3 separate regions of the Sus scrofa genome follow, and regions 2 and 3 are each linked to region 1. The links are chromatin contacts, called in public Hi-C and targeted proximity ligation maps. All regions are on one chromosome and are shown on one strand. The core of a region is the stretch at or near the end of the contact, and the rest is flanking DNA. Distances in the headings are between cores, read along the strand shown. Region 1 has its middle 49 kb from the start of PKDCC. Region 2 holds the start of KCNG3 (potassium voltage-gated channel subfamily G member 3). Region 3 has its middle 72 kb from the start of KCNG3.

Region 1 (3,199 bases), core at 514-3,013:
CCTAGAGAAGAAAATAGAAGGGCTGAGGGAACCCGCCAGCTTCTGAACACCAAGATGAGGAAGTGATCATCAGAGGTCACTGTCTTGGTCAGTTCCTGTTTCTGGAACAAAGATGCCAAAATCTGTTCCTTTTTCTTGTGAAAAATGTAGGGGTTTTGATTTCCAAAATTCCCAGAACCAAGACTATCACTGTGAGCTGTCTGTGTTTCTGTCTGCCTGTGTCTGTATGAAGGGACTGCCAAGGCCTCCTGAGCCTGCTCCTCATGGGCAAGTGTCCAGGGGCAGGCTTGGAAATGACACCTCCTTCCCTGCCCCTCTCCAATTCCACCCTCCTCCCCTCAGCTCCCCCGCCCCCCACCCCAGGCCTGCCTGAGGAGAGGCAAGTGCATTAAGACAGGCCTGCCTCTGGCCTCCTAATACCTGCCAGGGCCTTGCAGGAGAGTCCCTCCCCAGGTTTAGGTCTGGCTACTCAGAAGCCCCTAGAGAGGGTGGAAGTTTAAGCTGATAACTTGGGACTCAGAGATGTGGATCAGTTTGAGAAACCATGACGCTGCCCTGTTCCAACCTGAAACAGAAGGGAGGGCAGGGTGGGGAGCAGACATAGCCAGCGCCATCCTGGTCCCAGGGCACCACCCTCTGTGACCCAGTCCCATTCGGAATGGGTGGACAGCCGCACTTCTGGAATCAGACCCTCCTGAGCCCTCTGTGGAGAAAGGAGGTGGGCCAGGGTGGGAAGTATGTGGAGGTGGGGGAAGGTAGGAGCGGGAAAAGGGCGTTTATCACTCAAGCAAACTCAGAGCCTAAAACCAGGGAAAGAGCGTGAGAATGGGCCCTGGGATTAAGGTTAGGATCAAGGTGTGACGGTCAAAGCGGTCTCGGGGAAGTAATAGTACAGGGCGCTCTGGCCTGGACTTGCCTTGGGGTGGGAGGCGAGAAAGGCCGGACAGGCGTAGACAAGTGCGTTCTCTGCGTCTGCCGGAAGCAAAGGCTTTCTAGCAGGATCTCCATTTGCTCTGCTTTTCCTTTGGTCTCTGCTTCTGTTTGTACTGTGCTGCCCAATTCTCATTCATTCACTTAACAAACATTTAAATAGCCTAGAACATTTGGAGATATCCGTGGCCAGGGCTTTCCAAAAAGCGTAGGCTGGACCTTGCAGAGGCCTCACTGCCTGGAGCAGCAGGCTCCCGCTCTGCGGCGCCGCTCGCGTGCTGCGTGCTGCGCGTGTAGTGCAGCCCCAGAGCCTGCGGCCTGATGCCAGATCAGCGGGGAGGGGGCAGGACCTCTCCCCCAGATGGGCAGCCCAGATAACCTGAGCCACAGACAGGTTAAGGGGGCAGGAGACTTGGGCAGGACGCGGGAGTCTCTGCCGGGGACGAGCCTACGCCCTTTCACGTGCCCTGGGAGCTCCGATGCTGGCAGTGAGTGGCGGCGGCGCTCCCAAGGGAGGACTCCCTCTCCGTGCCCGAGGCTGGGAGCCCGGGCAGCCCTGGCCAGCGCCCCGCCCGCCCCGAGGCCCGAGCGAGGCGCCGCGGGAGGAATTCCAGCCATTTCCTCTGCGCCGCGCGGTATGTGGCCTGCTCGCTGCCCGACCGCAGCGCGGCCCGGAGGTGGGGGCCGGCGGCGCGGGCCAGTCACCAGCCGTGTCTGGCAGCTGCCTCAGCCTCGCCGTCCTGCTCCGGATCCCCGGCCGGCCACCTCTCGTCCCGGGCCACCAAACCAGCCGTTGGCTTGCAGCGGCCCCGGGCTTGCGCGGTGTCCCTGGGCCCCAGCTCCTCCTCGCTCGGCTGCCGCCACCGCCGGAACTGCTCCGGCCCCGCGCCCGCCCTCTCTTCTCCGTGGTCCCAGCCGCCGCGACCCCCTGCGGGTCCCCAGAATCAGAGTTTGAAACTGACGGTGGCCCTTGCTACGTCACCTTGGGGCACATCCCTTAGCCTTTCTAAGCCTCAGTTTCTCCACCTGTGAAATGGTCACCCTAACAATAATGCCGCCTCATTTGTGCCGCCCTGAGGTTAAAAGAGAAGAGTAATGTCAATGATGTTTTCGATTCTCTGGGTATCTGCGGCTGCCATCGTTAACTTTCCTGGATCTTCGGCCCAGCCTGCCCAGGGCCTCTACACCAGTATAAGTGGCGGTGGAGTCGTCAGGGCAGCTTTAGGGGTAGGCACAGTGGATGGCTGCCTCAAGGACCGGCGTTGGACTCTTCCTCGGGACTCTTTGCCCTCTAGGTCCTTGAAAAGCCCAAAGGACAGTTATTTCATTTTTTTAGATGATGTCATCGCAGTCTGAGAGCAACCAGGCATGTAGTGATTAGGAGAAGTTGAGGGTGCGGACCTAGATGGTGGGGCCGCAGACTTGGACTCTCCGTGCTGGTCTGAACAGAGGATGGGCCACCACGTGCTCTCTGGGCTCCTCTTTCAAAGTGAGATTCCCCAAGGAGAGCGAACATTCTTCCAGCCTTTAACTCTTTGGAGGAACAGCGGGAAAGGGAAAGCCAGAGCCGCCTGGAGACTGGCAGGGTGGGATCCACTTCCCCCGCCGCCCACACCTGCCTCACCCACGCCCACGGCTGCGGTAAATGCAACACTAGGTGGGGCTGGAAAGCCCCGGGTTTCACCGCCGACTGCTTTGCAGACGCAGCACAGCAGCGCCGCTCTGCCTTGGTGTTCCCCCAGATGGCCCCTTGTTTTGATTTTGTAACTTCCCTTCCAGCTAGAGAGTCCCAAGGCCGAGAATTGGCCCTTGCAGCAAAATGTGCCCGCCTCGTTCCCCACACACGCTGCAGCCGCAGACCGTACAAATCCAGGTGGAGACAGGTCTAGAAACACAGGTGCTATAAATATCCCAGGCCAGCAGGGAGACCCCGCTCTCAGGCAGCCCCTCCCCACTCAGCCTCCCCAGAGCCCAGCACTTCCGGCCACCGCTGCGCTGCGGGCTGCTCTCCCCGAAGTGGGAGGGGTAGGCTTCTTCTGTATCAGAGGCCTGGCTTCTCTTTCCTCTCCCAAGACCCCCTGAGTGCCTAGGCTGAGGGTTTTCTCTCTACTAGAGATAAACCTCCCTAGCTCCCAATCGCAGGCCAGGCTGTGCCCTCCCTCCCCTGGTACTTTTAAAAGGCTTTTTCCGGGACCCCACGTTGTGGCTTTTGTCTGACTCTCTCAAGATGGATGATGGATGCTGCCATTGGTTGGAAGGCAACAAACTA
Region 2 (3,199 bases), core at 473-2,972, 390 kb after region 1:
GAATTTAAAACATGAACATGGAGGAGGAATCTTAAAATAGTATCCACGCTAAAACAGATTATACAATTTTGTGTTTGTGCCCAAAGAGGCTATCTCCCTTGAAAGTCCAACTTTACTGTTTATTCCTCCCACCAAATATGCAAAATAAACTCACTAGTCTTAAAAACACAAGTATGTTATCACTATTGAAAGGTAAGCACCATCTAAGGAAAGATCAAAATATTTTCCTTTCATTCTACTAAAGTGAAAAGAAAAACCATTAAATACTAGAATACTGTTTCTGGATTTAGGCAGTTTAAATGTTCCTCTTTTCCCAAGGATTTTTCCCTCCCTAAACTGAAGATCCCTCTGAAAGTCACAGCGTGAATCTCTAGTACCAAATAGTGGACAGGTGCTTTGCTAACTCTATACTTGATAGGAAAAGAAGAGAGAAAAGGGCACAGCCATCCATTATTTAGAGTCTATTGCTAAATTAATCTCCTTTATAACAATTCCATTACAGCACATGTTAGGCAGAGCGTATAGAGTGTGTGGGCTGTGTACAGCAGACCACACTCCACGATAACAAGGCTTCATTTTTTCAAAAACCATCCAAAAATTGGCAAATAATTCTAGTTGCTCTTAGCCCAAGGTCAAACTGTTAAATACCAATAATAAAAGTTTAGAAAAATCTAATTAACTGCTCTTGCTCAAAAGTAAGCTACGAAGGTGGGAGTCTTGTTTATCTCTATCTGCCCCTCCCCACGGCTGGGGATTCGCCCTCAAAAGGGGCCTGTGCTGTGTGGACCGGAGCCGGCTAGAGCCGGTAGTGAGGACCAACCCGCCCCTTGGCTGGCCGCGCCTGGGGCCTCGCTGGACCCAGAACTCGTCCTGGCTTGGCCTCCCGGAGGTAAACAGGACGTAGACTGGACCGACGGACTGGACGGACAGACGCGACAAGACGGACGGGACGGGCAAAGAAGCAGTGCGTCCTACCCGGAGGGCTCCCTCCCAGGGCTGGCGGAGTACCTGCTCCGGTCATCCAGGCTGCGGTTGTCGGCTGCCGCGGCGCGCCAGTCGGGCAGTGTGCTAGCGCACAGCACCACCATGGACACGATCACGAACACCACCGACACGCTGGCCAGTATCTGTGCGGCCAGCGACGACGTGGGCTCCTCGAAGGTCCGCCGCATGCGCTCCAACCAGCGCCGGGAGGTGGGCGCCTCGGCACCGCCGGGTCGCGCGTCGTCGCGGCCCAGCGCGCCCGGCTCCTCGGCGGTGTAGAAGGTGTAGGTGTCGGACATGCGGTCGTCGAGTCGGCGCTGGCAGCAGTACTCGAGGTGCGCGCCCTCCAGGCCCCAGTAGATCATCTCATTGTAGAAGGAGAGTTCGCACATTCGCGGCGCGAAGCGCAGCTTGCCGTGGCCGCGCACGTAGAGCAGGATGAAGCCGAAGGCCTCCGAGTGCCGGTCGAAGAAGTACTCGTTGCGCTCGCGGTCGTAGTCGTCGCACACCTCGAGCACGTCGCGCTCTGAGCGGCAGCCGTGCAGCCGGCTCACGCGGCGCAGCGGGAAGTCCTTCAGTAGCTCCCGGGACAGAGAGTATCGGGCGCCGCCCACGTTCAACACCACCGAGGCCGCCCCGCTGCGCCCGAAGGTCATGGCTGGCCGCCCCGAGGCCCCGAGGCCCGAGGGCGCCGCCCCCCTGGCTACCTTGCGGGGCCTGCCTGCCGTTGGCCGACGGGGGAGCGCGCCGTCGGTGCTCGCGGGCTGTCCAGCGGGCTCTCCCTCCGGGCTCCGCTGCTGCCCTTCGCTGGATCAGAAGCCCCTCCGCTCTAGCCTCCTCGGCAGCCCAGCGTTGGCTGCTAGCGATGCTCCCTCCGCGCGGCGGTACCTGCTGGTGGTCCGGGAGTCCCCCCCGGCTCCAGCGCTGCGCCCCACTGGCCAGGAACGAGGCTACCAGCGCCGCCGCCCCTAGAGCCTCAGGGATGCCCCCTCCAAGGCCGGGGTGCCCTTTGAAGGCGGCGGCGCTGTCCCCCGTAAGGGGTGTGCGCGCCGAGAGGAGGCGCTGGTGCTGGATGGCTGCGGGTCGCCGGCGTTCCCTCCGGCCCTGGCTCCAAAAGCACCGCGCCGCCGTCCAGAGGCAAGAGGCAAAGTGAGCGGCTTCGGAGGCGGCGAAGAGCCGGCTCCGAGAGGCGGGGGCGGGGCCTCCTCGCGGTTCCCCCTCCTCGCCTCCCGGCTCCGCTCGGCTCACCTCCCTCCGCGCGCCGCCCTCCTCTTCCCACCCGCGCCCGCACCTCGCTCGGGCTGGGATTCCCCGGCGCCCCGCCCTGGACCTCGGGCTCCCCGCCTCGTGACGCTGTCCTCCCTCTCTGCTCCCGCCCGCAGTGGCCGGTAGGGGTCCGTGGAGCGGGATGCGCCGAGCACGGAGCCCCGGGGTGGAAGGGGGAGCAAAGCCCCGCGGCCAGGGTCGCTGCTCCCTCGTCCCGCCCCCGAGCCATCGGGATGACTTGGGAAATCCCCAAGGGCCCCTTTAATGGCCCCCAAAGGGAGGATAAGGAGGAATGAGGAGTGGGGTGCCGGATTTGAGGGGCGGGGACAGACGGCATTGGGAGAGCTTTTTCCAGAAACTATACGAAGCCCAGCTCGGTGTCTGAGATGGCCCCAAAGGATTTCTCAGATAAGGCACCCCAGCAATTCTTTTCTTGTCGACTTTGTTCTTCTTTTCCCGGCGCGGAGACCCACGTACCGCGTGCTCCGAAGGCGGCCGCACACCCCAGCACCCAGCCTCGGTGCCGCCTTCCCGCCTGCCCTCTCCCGGAAAAGAGCGGCTCCAGCCCCCGCTTTCTGGGGCGCGGGTCCTGAAAGAGCTCCTACTGGTAGCGCTCCTGGACCCCCTCGTGACACTTCCTGTAGAGTGGGGTGAAAGTCTGGGGAGAATCGCCTTGCCACTGGCAAGAACAGAATTTCGCGTGGCCTTCGTCTGCATCCTCCTTTTCACAATGTCTTGATTTCCCCCGTGCACCTCCAGCTGGCTGCAGCACCGGCCCTCGTAGCTTGAAGAGCCCTTTAAGGGTCTGCAGAGCGAACTGCCCAGGGAGTGGGTTCCACCTGCCAGGGATTTTTTTAAACTGCTCCCAGCAATTCACAGGACACGCGACACAGGCAGCCCTGCCCGCTCAGTACCCGCCAGAGGCGAAACAGGTGAGTCCTTAAGGCAA
Region 3 (3,199 bases), core at 218-2,717, 320 kb after region 1:
CAAGGTTCATCCATGTTGTAACATATATCAGAACTTCATCCCTTTTTAAGGATCAATAATACACCATCTGTGTGTGTGTATACCCCATATTTTGTTTATCCACTTATCTGTTGATGGATGTTTTTTGTCTTTTTAGGGGTGTACCCACGGCACACAGAGATTCCCAGGCTAGGGGTCGAATTGGAGCTGTGGCTGCTGGCCTATGCCACAGCCACAGCGACCTATACCATGCTCACGACAATGCTGGATCCTTAACCCACTGAGCAAGGCCAGGGATTGAACCTGCATCCTCATGGATGCTAGTCAGATTTGTTTCCACTGAGCCACGACGGGAACCCCATGTTGATGGATATTTGAGTTGCTTCTACCTTTATGGCTATTGTCACTGTGCTTTCTTGATCTAGTGGCAGTCAAAAACATGCTAGAATAGAAAACGGCCTGAAATATTACACAACAAACCAGTATCAGTGGCTGCCTGTTAGCTTCAACACAGAATGGGAAAACATTTTACTCTTCATTTTTTATATTCTAATATTATTTAGCTATAATAATTTTATACAATTTTAAAAACTAAAAGGTTTAAAAATAAATGCTTCCTTATGATAAGAGGGATGAACAAGAGATATAACGAATCATTGCAAATGTGTTTTGAAAAATTATTAGTAAAAGCTCAGGACAGATCCACTAGTCAGCTGCAATCGCCATAAATGAAGAGCATTTATTAAAAATTAAAATCACACTGCAGGGAACTGTTTATGACTCAATGAGACTCTTGCACATAATACTCTTCACTTTTGTCCTCCTATTCTTCTGGATCAGATTTTATGGCTCATAATGATTAATGATTATTAGTAACAACAGTCCCTTTTGAACAAAGCTGAAGGTTATTACAGTACCACATTCCCTGAGTCTAAATGTGATTAAGACTACACTGAGTTTCAGTTATATCATTTGTAGTAAAATGTCACCTTCGGGGAACTGCCCCTGGTTTTTAACTGAAAATGCTCCTGTGATTTCTGCTGTTCAAACTGTGTTAACATTGCTCTAGACAGGCCCACGGGAAGTGCTCATGTGCTGGGATTTCCCAGGTGATTAGAATAAAGTTCAAATGGTGCTTCCTAACCTTGGGAAAGGTCAGACTCAGGGAAATAGAAACTGGATCCAAGATTTGCTAAATCAGAATTGGAAGCCCTGGCCTTGGTGTCCAGCCACTTCCATCTCACTCAATACAACTTGAACTTTCAGCCCTTTGACTAGAAGGGCGATCTCCCATTTAGTTCATGTAGCTTCGAGAGTATAAATTACTACTCACAACTAACCAACAATGGTACTAAGGAAACTAGACAACAATTATGTGCTTCAGGGCTAAATGCGAGAAGTGACTTCAAGGCCAGCTCAATTCACAAGAGCCCAGGCTGCCAATCATTAGTAACCAGAGATGCCCACGCTACCAGGATGCAGTCTATATAAAATGAGGACTCAGAGTGAGAAGACCTAGGATTAAATTTCAGCTGAGTCACTTGGAGCTCCTAGTTGCTGAGCCCAATGACTACTTTTCAGTTTTCCTGCTCACTTTGACTGTCAAGAGTTATTTAACAGCCCAGCCTACCTGCTGGGCACCTCAACCTCCTTTCTTCTTCATGCCCCATTTGGCATTCTCCTGGAGGCAAATCCAGGTTACTTTCTCTGTTCCCACCAAAAGCTACTCACTCTTTCTCCATGTCTCTCCTCTGCTACATGGTCTTCTCTAAACACTTCCTCCTGCCAGGATGATGACCCCAACAGTTTGCTTATTGGTCCTACTGTCCCCAGTCTCTCTCCACTCTGTCTTACCTGAAGAGCAATCCTCCTTAAGGCTATTCCCCTGACCTGCATCCTTCAACGACTATGCCTGCAGACTAAGGCTTCACTCCTTGGCAGGCACATATGGCCTTTTCTAATCTAGCCTCTGCCCACCTAACGGTACTCTTCACACAAGCCTCTGTGCACCTGCCGACCAAGTACAATCCCCAGAATAAGCCATGTGCTCTTGCTCTGGTGCACAGTAAACCCTTTAAGGGTGGCAAATCCACCAGGGCTTGTTTCCCTGAACTGAATTTAAGAATCACTCCTCCAGGAAGCCTTCCTTGACTCCTGAGCTGAATGAAATGTCCATCCTCCAAGATCCACAGCAGCCATTTCATATAACCTTTACTGTACCCCTAGACTGCTTTAATGTTTTTATGACTAGTCACCTTCCCCACTGGGAGCTTCTTAAGGATGGGGCGCATGTCTTCCACACGCGTGTCTAGAGCAGAGCATAGAGAAAATGAGACAAGAGGAAGAAAATAAAGCCAAGTGATGACAGTAACTTATTATACGGATAGGGAACTATGTGCTTATTTCTTCTCTTCCTGTTTCCTGTATTTTCTAGCATGTGGATTTTACTATTTTAATACAGTTTTTAAAAATTAGTTCATTTTTCAAAAACGAACGAAAAGAAAGAAAAAAAGGAGTTCCTGTCGTGGCGCAGTGGTTAACAAATCCGTCTAGGAATCATGAGGTTGCAGGTTCAATCCCTGGCCTTGCTCAGTGGGTCAATGATCCGGCGTTGCCGCGAGCTGTGGTATAGGTTGCAGACACGGCTCAGATCCCCGTGTTGCTGTGGCTGTGGCGTAGGCCAGTGGCTACAGCTCTGATTCGACCCCTAGCCTGGGAACCTCCACATCTGCAGAAGCAGCCCAAGAAAAGGCAAAAAGACAAAAAAAAAAAAAGTTCATTTTTAAGATGTGTCCACTCTCTCCTACAGAGCTCCAATAAAAGAACTTCCTGCCTAACTAAAGTCAAGTTCCTCTTTTCCCAGACTCCTCTGGCTCAGGACCTCAAGCTACACAACCGAGCACAGCAGAAACAGCTACTTCAACATTTTTGGCGGACAGAAGGACCACCCACACACACATAAATTCCTTGGGCTTGAAAAGGTTACGATGCTCCAGTAGCCGAGTGCCAAAACCCATTCTTGGCCAAAAATTCATCAGAACCTCACTGTATTCACAGCCTAACACAAATGAAGAGGTACATTCAGAGAACCTACCTAAGATGTAAAGAGGATGGAGATAATGGAACTTCTGAGTGATAGAGCCATCATTTTGTCAACTTGAGACATCAATGAAAGATGGGGAAGGAAAAAAAAAAACCTCTGAAAATTACTCCAAAATAT

What was found. Hi-C and Micro-C count contacts between places; a contact is called where the count stands out from the background.
Region 2: a Hi-C map of embryonic fibroblasts shows a contact between it and region 1, with 4 times the contacts expected there. A contact is called at or near these places in 1 of 5 promoter capture datasets (liver) and 5 of 47 Hi-C or Micro-C datasets (embryonic fibroblasts, fetal skeletal muscle, heart right ventricle and 2 more).
Region 3: a contact with region 1 is called in a targeted proximity ligation map of skeletal muscle, with 2.6 times the contacts expected there. A contact is called at or near these places in 2 of 47 Hi-C or Micro-C datasets (embryonic fibroblasts and subcutaneous adipose tissue) and 1 of 2 datasets of targeted methods (skeletal muscle).

Annotation. Positions count from the first base shown.
Region 1 is chr3:98,217,700-98,220,898 of Sscrofa11.1, reverse strand. No RefSeq gene overlaps it. Among named protein-coding and RNA genes, the nearest start is that of PKDCC, 49 kb to the left of the region's middle.
Region 2 is chr3:97,829,318-97,832,516 of Sscrofa11.1, reverse strand. KCNG3 (potassium voltage-gated channel subfamily G member 3) reads right to left here and starts at 1,722. Exons shown (of 2, transcript XM_003354851.4): 1 at 1,009-1,722. The coding sequence starts at 1,640.
Region 3 is chr3:97,900,724-97,903,922 of Sscrofa11.1, reverse strand. No RefSeq gene overlaps it. Among named protein-coding and RNA genes, the nearest start is that of KCNG3, 72 kb to the right of the region's middle.